2 separate regions of the Cyprinus carpio genome follow, and region 1 is linked to region 2. A link is a contact called in public Hi-C data. All regions are on one chromosome and are shown on one strand. The core of a region is the stretch at or near the end of the contact, and the rest is flanking DNA. Distances in the headings are between cores, read along the strand shown.

Region 1 (6,861 bases), core at 3,672-6,171, 180 kb after region 2:
ACTCCTGAATTGGCGATGTATATGTTGTGTGTGTGCGTGTGTGTGTGAGTATATTTCTTTATTAAAAAAGAAAAAAATATGTATATATATGAGTGTTTCGTCAGCACGCTGGAAATAGACAGAGAAGAAGGGAGAGAGGGAAAAATAAAGCCTTGCTTCTTGCTTTCACATTTCCAACTCTGCGAAGTGCGCGCGACGCTTCAGCGCTCCATAGAGCTGAACTTTAACCCCGCCTCGAGTTACACACATCTACTGTAGCCTACTGTACTGTTAAAGCCGTATATCCAAACTTTCGGCATTATCATCAAGTGCAGCCTTAGAGAAAAGTCCCGACGACGGATGGATGGAAGTGCACGGAGATTTCACAGAGCCATGAGTGAAACTGTGGTGATGAAGCGCCGAGATGAGCGATTATTTCATCTTGCGGTCATTTGAATAGAAAAAAAGGATAGAAAAAGTCGTCCGGATGCGTTACAAAACTCGCGTTTGGTTCATTCTTCGCTGTCTCTTATAGCGCCGCTCCGCGCCGCGCGCTTGCATCCGCCGTGAGGCATGTGGCGGTACGAAGCAAAACTGAGGCGGATTTACGAGCAGCGAGGAGGGCTCGGCATGCTTAGGAAGATTGTAATATCCTTAAAACCCCCTGTTGCAAAAGCTGCCACTTGTGTCGCGGTTAGTTTCGACCTGAGAGAGGGGGGAGAGAGAGACAGAGGAAAAAAAGTGAAGCAAGCGCACGATTCGAGTCCGCTGAGACGAAGCTCCCGTTCACTTTTGCCGTTTAAACTCTTGGGCTCTTCCATCAGCACAGCGCCCTCAATATCGGCACGAGAGCCATACACATGCGGGACAAGAGAAATGTGCACCCCCAATGCAGTTGCACTTCGTGTAGCTACACCGAGTATTGTAACGCAGAAAGTATGATGATGAATTTAACTTACGTCTTTAGCGTGCAGTTGTTATCTTATGCGCCCAGGATTTGCTTTTTAAACAAATAAATCAAGGAGTACCTACTTTTGAGAAATAAACGACTGGAAAAATAAAACATTCGTATCGCATTCACTACCCTCAGTAGTGTGTTGCCAAATGATAAAATAATTTCAGATTTGACAAATCAGCAATCATTTTAATGCAGTTCTTGCCAAGGTGCGTTTGCACATGAATGTTAGAGGCAGCATAAGTGCAACTGATTCTATCTATGCATAATTAAAAATACTAAATTAAATGTAACATTTAATAATAATAATATTAATAAAATGCTGCGTATGCTTAAATAGGCTAAATTGTAAGTCGCTTTGGATAAAAGCGTCTGCAAAATGACTTAATGTAAATGTAGGCTACACGTTGTAATTTTAACAACCAATCAGATTTAAGTCTCAAAAGCCTTAAGTGCAACTTAACACAATACTTGCTTAATTTCGAATCAGACCTGAAGTGAAAACTTTAGTTTGCACGCGAAATCCAAACTTATTGCTAATGATTTGATGAACTGGTTCAAAAGAGTCAATCGTCGGGGAACAGAACAAGCATGGACAGGCTGCGTGCAGTCGATTCACTAAAGGAATCGACTCAAAAGAGTCATTCGTGTGAGAATCGGACTACACTTTTTGCGTTTTACGTTTAAAATTCACTAAAAAGAGTATCATTCATTAGGTAACCGGACTATACTGCTCGCGCAATGTTTATGATTCACTAAAAATGAATCGTTCGAAAACATTTAGCGGCATCGAACGTCATTAGCTAAAAAAAAAAAAAAACGTTGCGTTACGAATTATCGCAGGATAAATCGTTTATAACTCTAGAAAAGCGTTCTTTTCGTTGTTACAAGAAAATAAATAAATCAATGCTTATTTTTGTTCCTTGTGCTCACGTATGTTTATGCAAACCCAAGTAGCCTATTTCACATGCAGCATTTCTTTCCTCATGTGTTGAACATTGTTTCAGAATATTTTGAAACGGCCAGTTATAAGCACCAGTGTTTTCAGTATCATCTTTCATTTCTGAGGCCTGATGTGCGGCTGGCATGTTCCTTAAGAGGATGTGTCTATTAATATTTTTATCTGAGATTTTGATATTTCAAAGAGCCAATGGAATAAACCACACAAATGAAATTGTGAATGTTTTATCAAAAAAACAAAACAAACACAGCTAAATGAATCTGAAATAGCTACTGCAGTGATTTAAAAGTATGGACACTGATGGATAGGAAAGCGACTGCCATATGCATTGTTATGTTTCTAATCACGTGTACAGAACATGCAAACATCATTAATAAGCAAACCTAGTTCATGTCATTAGTTTGGTTGGCATTCGACAGCGTTTTATTATTATTAACCAACTACTCTCGCCTGTAAGTCAATCGGGCGCCCCCTAGAAAACAGCAACGTGCAGGCTTCATTTCAGCACACACAGAAAAGTGCTTTCCAGAATGACAGGATGATATTCTAAATGAAATATTAGTCTGTTGGAGAAAAAATCAACACTAGCCTATATTCCATGAAGTCAAAAATCTGATGTGCATCAACATTTGTGTGAGCATCAACCCGTGAAACAAACATCAAGGTGAGTTTTGTTAAATCTAAGATATAGGTGATGATTACACAAAACACTGTGTGGTAGAAAATATAGGAAACTGGATATTAATAATGCTCACATCTCAGTCACACTAACTTGCTGTAGGTGCACGTCCGTCCCTCTGGTGTTTTCATGAGCTGCTCTGTGATTGGACAACACAGTGCAATTCAAAACTCACGCGCATGTGACGCCAATCACTCCTGCACGCCGCGAGACGAACTCCCTCAGACAGTCGGTTTGTCGGTAAACAGCCTCGCGGAAACACAAATACATTAGATTGGGAATAGAGAGAGCGCTTATCTTCATGATATCAGACTTCCGTTGTGTTTTGACAGCCTGACGTGAATGCAAAGGCTCGAAATGTGCAACACGGTCTTTCAGGAATGTGTCGTCTCAAACTTTATGTAGCCTACTATAAAACAGACACATTTGATGACAACTGATTAATAAAAGCAGATAAAAAATGTTTTGTATTTGTTTTTTTGTTTTTTTCCAAATATTTTATATTGTCTTGACCTTGAGCGAAAATGATGTAATAGCTAAATAAACAGTCAACCTTGTCACTTCTCAATAGCCCATATATGATATATTTTTCTTAAATTTACCTTGAGATTGCACAATCAGATTTATTAGAACTTAAATATCACCTTTGATAGAATATTTCAAATATTTAAAGAAATGTGCTTTACAAATGATCTTTTTTGTTGTTGTTGCATCCATTGATTAGAATGATCCTTCATAAACACACACACAATAGTTTTTGTAGTAAAGCAAAGAAAAAAAATGCTTTTGCATTTCTCAAAAAACACAAAAACGTTCTTTTCCAGTCCTGGATATTTGACAGGTACCCAGATGTGCAACTTCGACTTGGTCTGGAACACTAAAGTTGCAATCGATTCTGCAGGTTTTAACTCTTTAACGGGAGACTTGAAACGGAGTCGCGTGGCATCGTTCATTTTCACACGTGCACTGCGTGTAGACAGATCAGCCAGCTGTATTTAATTATGCAGCCTTTACAAAACTTAAAAGCTGCCTATAGAAAATTGACGAGAATTGTATCATTTAATAAAATATTCTGATTCTGAAATTAAATAAACACCTGATATTATTTGATTTGCGGAGCTTCTTAAAATGCCCAATCAGGCCTAAAAGTGCTGAGGACTGAATTCAAAACTCACAGATATTTAGATATTTACAATCACAGATAGGCTTCGTGCCTGTACGTCATTTAATTTACATTTACACACTGATTTCAGCACTGATTGGCTGAACAGCGCCTATAGGCCCCAATGACGAACTGTTCATTGAAGAAGGTCGCGGGAACTGCCTCAACTGAAAACTATCAAACAAAAGAGCAGTTTAGGAGATATTTTTCTAGAATGCCAAATAAATAGATTAGCGTCATTAGTAACAGAAATTTACACGACTTCATATTCACTTTGAAAAAGTTCAAATTAATGTCATTGCACGTGGTTATCTGTCTATCTGAATGACCCTGCTTTTTTTTTTTTTTACACTAGGCTTAGATATAACAATTAATTTATCTTTTCAGACTCTAGACTGTAGGCCTAATTCAAATCGTGGTATTATAAAAACGTTATTAAAAATGAAATATATTGTTGTGTGTTGTCTAATAATGAAATGAGCTACAAAACCATTCGTGACTGTTTTCTGTTGGCCTTTCATGAAGAAAGACGGATGTTATCAAGCGACAATCTCGGATAAAATAAAATAAAAATCATTATCGTTTATAACAAAAATCTAAAATTGACATTATTTTGTCTCGTCTAATTGTGGGAGACATTAGAGACGCCTTTATAGTATATTCTGCCAAGTTCTACGAGAAGGCTCTGAATGCCAAGGCAACTGTGCCAAGGCTTTTGGAGGCAGAGTGGCAAAGACGAAGCAAAAACTGCAGTGTGTATAGGACAACGGAGCGAACTACAGGGACTGGACTCTAATAAACAAACTATAATTTGGGTTTTATTGTGCATTTTCAGCTCATTTGTAAATGTGGCAAAAGTCACGAGACCAAATCAGGTAAGGCACTTAACCCACTTGGATGGAGTTTCTTCCTAACTTGTGTGCTGGACGTGAGTACAAATCACTTTTTTATTCATTATTAGCACAAAAAATTGGCTACATCTGCAAGGTTTTATTTGAGAATCCGTTCGGGCTTTAGCGCTGCCAGACGAGTCCGCACGTGTGAATCAAAAAGTGCGCGCGTAAGTTTCACTGAGGAGGAAAAAGTGCGCGCGGAAGTTTCACTGAACAACTCGATGGTCTTCAGAGGTAAAAGGTATAAAACTCAGCGTTAGATCGCCATCTAATGAAAAACTATCCTCAGTGTGACTAAAAACTTACTGTGTAAGAAGTAGAAATAAATAAATAAGTTATCCATTCGGTTAATGTTGTTTATTAGCCTACTTAAAGTATACCCAACAAAAATAACAATTAAGCAAGCCTTTTTTAAATAAATCACTTCAACGGGCAGCTTGGAGAACTTGACAAAGTCTAATACAGATGATTTCTTTAGCACTTATAAATTCGCATGAATGACAATTTCCATTTTACTTTAAAAAAATGAGATTTTTTTAACATTACGCAAGTGCTGTAGCCTAATATCAAGAAACTTTTCTTTAAAAAAACATATTCGGAGAGTGTCAATAGTACTTTTAAAAACGTATATTCTCATGATAAAGCACGTATCTTAATTTAGATGTAAATAAATTAAAGCAGCAACTCGAAATATTGACATATTTAAATGATTGTAGTTTGCATAAAGGCATTCTTGTCAAATCCACCCACTCTTTATGCAGGACGGGTCAGCTGAAAATTAATTGTAAAAGCATGATTTCCAGGTTATAATCATACTCATAACAAAATAATAAAACTCACACACAATGCAAGTCAGTTAAGGGAAAGTGTTCGCAATAAAAGAAACACAAAATCATAAAGAGTTAAATTATTCTGATGTGAAAAAATACCCGCTTTCACTGTAATTGTGTCTAATGACTAATTAAAAAGCCATATAATGAGAAAGAAAGATAAATAATTTTTAGTTAAGGTTTTTGTAAAGGTGAATGAAAATATATAACATCTAATGTTTTGCAGAACTCATTAAATGTCAGATAAAATAAGATTAAAGTAATGCTGCAGCCTTTTAAACCCAAATGTGAGAATATTACATAAATTTAAGTAAAAAAAAAGAAGTACTAATCGTACAACATAATAAATTAAACAATAATGATTTTATTATTACAGTAAAGATTTATAAACGTATTACCTCATGCATATAATCCCAAAACATTGTGTTATGGTAATAGTGTCATACAAATAATTAAGGATTTCATTATTATTATAATAGCTGTTATTGTAATTATTAATATCATTTAGAATATAAATGATTATTTATAATCGACTCAATGCTCATCATAAATCATTAATTTAGCCCGAAGTCTTTCCTCATTCTAACCGGTCAGCCATCAAATATAGGTAGAGACTCCACCTAGAGGCTGCAATCTGAACTGACACGACACGTCTTATACCTTAAACAACAGTAAATATGTAACAAAAAATAAGCCATTCTTACCTTTTCAGACACACTTGTTAAATATAATTCAAATTTTAAATGGATCTGTAATTTAAGATAACTTATGCTCTGCTTATGGGTGTTTTAAATGGCAAAGAGGTTACATTTTTGTGTGATGAAGCATTAATAGTTTGCATAATAGGACTAGGTGTTTTTTTTATGCAAACTATTTATTTGCATTAAAAAAAGATAATACAAAGTCCTATTATGCAAACTGTTGAAATGTAGAAAATGTCAATAATAATAATAATTCCAGATGCAATTAAATATTGTCAATATTTTGGATAAGCCCTGTTCAAACCATTTCATCAGTCCAACGATTGTGTCCAAAATATACATATTTTGTTTTACTAATACACTACTGTATTTTAGTAATGAGAAGCTGATGACAGTTAATGTTTGGCTTCAGTCTGAATGAGCTGAAGTCCAGAGTGAACTGGAGATGTGTAACTAATTCACCTTTTTTCCTGCATTCCATTAAAAGCCACAAGAGGGTGATCTTTCTATACAGAAGCCCCTTTGATTTCCAGACTGAGAGGCTGTAATGCTGAGCTCCCTTCAGTTCAGCAAGACTGCCTTGTCCGTCAGTGTTGTAAAATATCACATGCACTGCAATAAAGAAAAGCTGGAAATTAAGACACATTTTTCTCGTTTATTTAAACATGCCATACACACTTCGCTCTTTGTTCAGCCAAATG
Region 2 (6,921 bases), core at 1,772-4,271:
TCCAAACCTGGCCAACTTTGTTTCATTTTTGGAGTTGATTCCCTCCCCACACCGAAACTCCTGATAGCGAAACCCTATGCTACTTTATACCCCTTTTTAACATTCCTCCCCCCTAAATCATCCGCTAACAGAAACGTCTGATGTTGGAGTGGGCGTGGAGGGTAGAGACATCTCACCTCTTGTCTGTCTGCTGCATACAAAGCAGCTCTTTCTCTCCCTGCAACAGGGTGCCGGAGCTTGTCCTCCTCTCCCTCTTCCACACACATACGGATCATAAGAGCTGAAAGCGCACTTTTCCCCCACGATGCTCCAACAAGCCGACTCAGCGCCTTTCTCACTCACCCTTGCAGCGAGCAGAACCAATTTGCCATGAAAAATGTGCCGAGTCTAAAATCTTAATGGCGCAATTAGTCTCGTTTTGAGTAGATTTACGGCAGCACTTGACTCGGCCGCCTCAATTACATCTTTGCTAAAATTCAAGGATAATATGGTACATTTCAAAGGCCCATAGAGGGGGTCATGCATCAGCTCCAAAAAGATTCCTCTCATGAGGCTCGCTCATTTGTTCCTCTTTTTCCTCGCTCATCTTCTTTTGCTCGAGCTCTTTTTCTTTCTCTCTTCAGCTCTCTTTGTTAATAACGACTGTAGTTGGGTTTCTTTGCTACATATTGATGGACATAAGTGTGTTTTCAGATGTTGGACCAGGAGTCTTCAAATTTTTCTCATGACAACAAAACATTTAGCCTAACTTTAGTTTACTAACTTCTGCTTTTGTTAAAGTTAAGTTAATATTGTATTTGTAAATTATATTTTAAATCAAAATAGATCAGTCTATAATTGGCAAACTCCCTGCAGTACCATATATATAATAACTGTATATGTGAATATAAGATTATAGTATTTATGTAGTGTACATATATATTTACATTCACTTATGTACACTGTAGTTCAAAAGTTTTTTTCAAGGTTTCAATATTTTTTTTAAAAAGACTTATGCTCACAAAGGCTGCATTTATTTGCTTAAAAATATTGTAAAAACAGTAATATTGTGAAATATTATCACAATTTTAAATAAGCGTTTTCTATGTTAATGTATTTGAAAATGTAAATTATTCCTGTGATGCAAAGCCTAATTTTCAGCCTCATTACTCCAGTCTTCAGTCACATGACCCTTCAGAAATCATTCTAATATGCTGATTTGCTGCTCAAGAAACATTTCTTATTATCAATGCTGAAAACATTTACAGCGTAACATTTTTGTGGAAACCATGATATTTTTTTTTTCAGGATTCTTTGATTAAAAGAAATCTCAAAATAACAGCATTTATTTAAAACAGAAGTCTTTTGTAAAAGTCTCTATCAATTTTATGCTAAACAAAAGTATTAACTGCTTTTAAAAAAAGTGGAATACCTCTTGCATAGATGGGAGAGTGAAGGCCTGCTTTGCTGCTGTTTGCTCATCAGCGCCCTCTACAGGCCAAGAGGACTGCTGCCCAGTACCTTTGTCCTCTGGCTGTGTAGTTCACAGACACAAAACAATGCAAAATAAACTTAGTGACTAAATGGACATATCATATATAACACTGTGCCAATAGAAGGATGAACCAAACTTTTAACTACCAAAAGCCAAACATGCTTTTATAATGCTTATCTAACAGTGTTACAGTAACCTAATTTACATTCATTGTAAACATCTGGTTTACATAGCACTCTGCTTTGGAGGAAAAAAAAATAATGGAAAATTGTGAGATAAAGTTTAAAATAAGATATAGTCATATTGTGAGATATAAAATAACTCAGTGATGGAAAAAGACACTTTAAACACTATAAAGCTACACAAGCCTAAGTAATACTTTGAAGAAATACCCACCAATCTTAAATATTTGCCCAAATAAACACTTCCAGCACTGAATGTTAACAGTATGAGGCCATAATTACATAGTGGCTCTTACCACCAGTGGTTTCCTGATTCCAAGGTAGACTCTCCCGGGAGGAGCTGATTTGAGGACCTCTACGGCCTGGGCCAGAGAGCATGTTTCTAGATGAGTGTCATTGACAAAAACCAGCTGGTCACCCGGGAGCAGCCCCCCGTGATTGTCCGCCACCCCTCCAGGCACCAGAGAGCGAATGACAATCACAGAGCGCGCAACATCAAGAGGGTCCTGCAGAGGGCAATGCAGACACACAAACAGAAAAACAGAGGAAAAAAAAAAAAAAAAACGTGAGAACAAAGTGAAGAGCAATGGTGACCCTGATTTAACCTATACATCACAGACACATCAAAAAGCAGATCAAGAAGACTGCCTTTTGAAGTTTCATTTATTTATGCTTAAGTTTTAATACAAACATTTAATTAAAACAGCACCTGCGTAAGCAGAGAATAAAAATTTACAAACAAGCAGATAGGTCATTCCTGTTATGCGGTACCTTTTAATGTTACTTAAAGTAAAACACACACATATGTACTTCACAACAGGAATGACTTGGCTACCCTCGCATTGAAATCCACATCCAAAAGAGTGGAAGGCCAAATGAGGCCAACTTCCAACTCCAACATCCCAAGCACTGTGGTATCAATCACATCTCTGGGGAGCTCTGCCATAAAACTGCAATTCAACCGATTTGATGTCTCCAACAATATATTTCATGACCCATATGGGCGGCTTTTATGTGGCGAATGACAATATAAAAGTGATTAACAAGTAGTTATTTGAGAGTAAAAACTGAAGCGGGAGCGCAGTCATTAGTAATCTCATCTATCTGCCCATGAACATTTATGACCAACCATGTCAAAAGACCTGAAAAATGGACGATCCTTGCATTTTTTGAGATTTCTGACATAAATCTCTTCTACTGTAATGTAAAAAATGTAAAGCATGTTGTTTTTGAGTTATTTCAGTATCTGCAGTTGATTTTTGGACAAGACCACAAAAGACATCTCAAGGTTCAGACCACAATGACCACTCAAAAAAAAAAAGGAGATGATATATTATTGACAAGGATTTTTAACAGCAGAGGCCCTGAGTGAAACTGCGGAGAGCAGACCGGGAAACTTCACCAAGCCCAACCATAAAAAGTGGGTCAGCAAGCCCGGCAATTATTGACCCCTGATTACCCAGTGAGCCACTGCTGCACGGTAAGCAGACGAGAAGAGAAAAGCAATTTCAGAGCGAGAGGAACTGAGAAGGGAAAGAAAGAGAAAAAAAAAGACAGGAAAAAGTTGGAGAGAGGATTTAAAGTTCCACTCCAGCTGCCGCTTTAGGAGGACACAGGCTGCATTGTCCGGCTGCCGGGTTCCAGCCAAGCGTGCTTTGCTTTCCAAGCCCTGCTCTCATCCCACATGGCCAGTGATGTCAGTAGAGCAGCAATGAAAAAATAGGGCCAAGGGGAACAGGCCGGCACAGGGGGCTCCTAATATGACAATACGTCACCTGCTACGGAATAAAGACACCGATCAGTAAGGATGTTCACATGAGTGATGGAAAGAAAGTGAACTAGGTTGCTCCATTTCTTATTTATATTTTTATCCGAGTGCACATATGATTTAGATGGCATATAGTACATGGCTCACTGGGGTAGCAGCAGTTTACTATGTTACAGGTGTGAAGAACTTTTTTAGATCCAAAGAAAATGACAATTCCAAAAGTCCCTAGCGGGTGGTGCACATTACAGAGTTTCCACACAACCACTGACAGCATAAAATAGTCAGTCAAAACTGGATTAAATTAGTTTAGGTCAACGCCAACAGAAATGCCACAATGTGTTTCTGTGGACTACATAACCTTAAGGTGATGATACACGGGGGGAACTTTTTGAGCAATGTTATTGGACTATGATGCCGTCAGCGGGCAACCAGGTGAGACACAGGGTCCACGACCGATCTTAAGTATCGAGATAGAAATTTGTTGCCCATTCTCAATGGGAAACTGCTCAAGGTGAAGTCGTGGTTGAAACTGTTGGCTAGCTAATGGATGGGTATGAGCATTGGCGGCCGGATTGGATATCCCATATTTCTTGCTGGGCTAAGGTTGGCTACTGTCTTCTCTGAGTGCCAAACATTCCCTTGGCTCGCCCTGCTTGTCAAACGGGTTGAAATTCTTCAGTGTGGTGTCAGGCGGACAGTAAATCTGCTGTTTCACAGGAATCAATAGCAGGCCAAGTCATCTGTTTTGCTCCTGTGCTCTGCATGCCTTCAATCTTGCTGAACAGAATACCAGGAACTCCAGGACGTCTGTCTTTTGCTTTCTTTTCTCTTTTAATCCGTCTTTTGGTTGTTCTCACTGTAGTTGCCTTGAGAAGAGAACACAGGGTACCATTTCCATGGCACGGACAAGCATGTTGTACAATTACATAAATTCCTTGAAACTACACTTTAAAAATAAAGATTATTTATTGGCATCTATGGTTCCATGAAGAACATTTAACATCTATGGAATCTTTCCTCTGCACAAAGATTCTTGATAGTGGAAAAAGGTCCTTTAGTTCATTAAAAGTTCACATTAAGAAAAAAAATGCTTTGATAGTTATTCGTTGCTTTCTTGCTACTAGCTATGACACTAATATTGACAAGTGCGTTGACAAGTCTTATCGCAAGCCAAATCAAAGAGTTGGGAAGCACAAGGTGGAGGAACAATGTATAAGCTGTTTTTTATTTTAAAACTTATAGCTGTGGGCAGCTGTTTAGCATAAGGTGGCACGGACAGTGCAGGCATGACAATGGTAGTAAATCCAGACAACTCTTTCTTTGGATCTGCTACAAACTGGATCCTAATATTGCAAGACACCATTGCAAAACAACAAAACAACGTTACAACAATTGTTCACGGCTGAAAAGCACAATGCATATCCTTCTTTAACATATTAACATTAAGGGTGGTGTCCTATAGTTGATTTGGTAGCTTGTTTTCCTGCGACAGTAATAAAATAGCCATTGGTCAGTTTCTGCAGCTTCAGGCTACAGAATAAATAAACAACAATAAATAAATAATAACACTCTGGGATGATTTATGACTCTCCTTTAAAACATTCAGTGGATGAGACTAAATGCTGTATTGATGTGCAGGTTAGGCGCTTTGAACCATCGAAATGATTCAAAAATGCATTCTCTCAGATCTCTTCTCTTTGGACAGCATGAATTATTGGAGCCATACATTCACTACCGATGATTCAAACTAATTTGTTTTACACACTGAAGGTTTACAGCCCACCTGCAAAAGGCCTTTCATGTAAATGTATATGATTCTGTGGAAAACGGCATTTGTAAACGTAAGAACCTTCGGAGAACATGTCGCAGTTCAAATTCTTCCTGTTTTTCATGCTATTATTTCACTCTACAAGGTTATTATTTTTGTGAAGGGAGTCATTTCTCTTTTTGAGTCTGGTGTAGGGACGACATCCTACCCAAACAGAAAGTTACGCTAAGCCACGTTCCCTTTGGGCAGCTTACATCTACCCTAAACCCTTCGCGGGAGAACTGCTCAATCAAATTTCAGTTGAGTCTGGCTGCATCGTGACTTCAATTGTTAGCGAAAACTCTTAGTAATGACTTTTAAATGGCCATGAGAGTACAATCCCACTTTAAACAAAACCACCACAACCCGACCCTTCAGATCAGTTGTTTGGCTTCAAGAAGACCTGAATTAATCTCCATTACCAGGATGGCTAGTACTACCAAGGGGGTCCTTCTCATGTTGCCATGTAGCTCTTCTTACTTCGAGATCTCCTTCTTGTCAGATCAAAAAACTGAGGCGTGACTCCAAATGATTTCATTGTCGCCACTTCACGTCACTCACGCAGTCAGGGGTGTCATTTAGGGAAGAAAAACTCCCTGGCTTCCAGCTGTCAGTGTAAGCATGGGCTCCCATCAATCTAGCTGCAGTTACAAGGTCTCCTTGCATTAGGGGTAATACTAGTGGTTGAGACGAGAAGAAGAGAAGGAGGGTGGTAAGAAAGAGGAAGAGATGGAAGGTTCTGGAAGGCTTCGGGCATGTCTGCAGGTCTCGAGGTTGCCTACTCTGCCTTATCAGCTCAGGCCTCTTACTGGAGAGATCGGCAAAATCAATTTCCCCCTTGCAGACTGGAGAGGCCCTGGCCCGTCTGCCGCGGGAAACAGAAAAGAAGTCAAGAAGAAAGGTTGAGAGATTCCTCCTCCATTAGAAGAGCATAGAAGACCGTACCCATCATTGCATTGAGGGAGTTGCTCACTTTCGTCTTTCTGGCAATTCCTTACAGCTCATACATTTATGGACATTTTAACACTTCTTTCACTTCAAATGCCTACACCCCCTCCTCCTCTGAATCAATTCCCACCCATCATGCATCAGGCCCTCGGGTTGAAAAGCGTTTGTTTCGGTGTAGATAAGCCAACAGACAGGGCTAGGTGGAGGGGGCTCAGCTGGTGCCGAGCACGAAAACGGTGAGTTCGACCGAGTGGAAGCTACACAGGTCAATATGGCTTCCAATAAACCCCAGGGTGCACCAGCAACTGCTCCAGAAGATCTGCAAAGTAAGCTTTAGCGCTTCTGCCTCTCCATGACAATGATCTATGATCCAAGTTGCAGGACTGCAAATTTCTTGTCTGCTCGCCTTGGTGGGGATGAGATGATCTCAAATTCAGTGCGTCGATGCAGTATTGATGCAATTCGCTCCTACTTGTTCATGCTGCAAAAACAAACTATAATCTCATAATAGCAAGAAAAAAAATAAAATAAGGACCTGAGTCAGCAAAACATATTTTTTAACATAGCACAGAGCCTATAGACTCGCTCCCGACTTTTCTCATCCTTGCTCCATCTTCATTCCTTCATTTATCAGAGAGATGAAGAGAAAGGAAGAATTTAAGGGATCACTGCTCAGGTTACCGCCATTAAGCAGCAAATGTAATTCTGTCCATGTCACCGCAGTCCCCCATCACTCACGACG

The links. A called contact is a pair of places that touch in the nucleus more often than the background predicts.
Region 1: a contact with region 2 is called in a Hi-C map of skeletal muscle, with 4 times the contacts expected there. The contact joins two enhancer-like sites. A contact is called at or near these places in 5 of 8 Hi-C or Micro-C datasets (liver and skeletal muscle).

What each region holds. Positions count from the first base shown.
Region 1 is chrA22:9,350,905-9,357,765 of ASM1834038v1, forward strand. All of the region lies in intron 1 of LOC109047527 (nuclear factor 1 A-type), which reads right to left. Among protein-coding and RNA genes, the nearest start is that of LOC109047527, 27 kb to the right of the region's middle. Within about 2 kb of position 4,922, at least 1 of the 8 cell types and tissues checked has an H3K27ac peak or open chromatin away from gene starts, as enhancers often do. A contact at or near this core is called in skeletal muscle, where this site is marked.
Region 2 is chrA22:9,170,145-9,177,065 of ASM1834038v1, forward strand. LOC109047523 (inaD-like protein) reads right to left here. Exons shown (of 48, transcript XM_042711777.1): 19 at 1,953-2,162; 20 at 1,412-1,513. Among protein-coding and RNA genes, the nearest start is that of LOC109047526, 27 kb to the right of the region's middle. Within about 2 kb of position 3,022, at least 1 of the 8 cell types and tissues checked has an H3K27ac peak or open chromatin away from gene starts, as enhancers often do. A contact at or near this core is called in skeletal muscle, where this site is marked.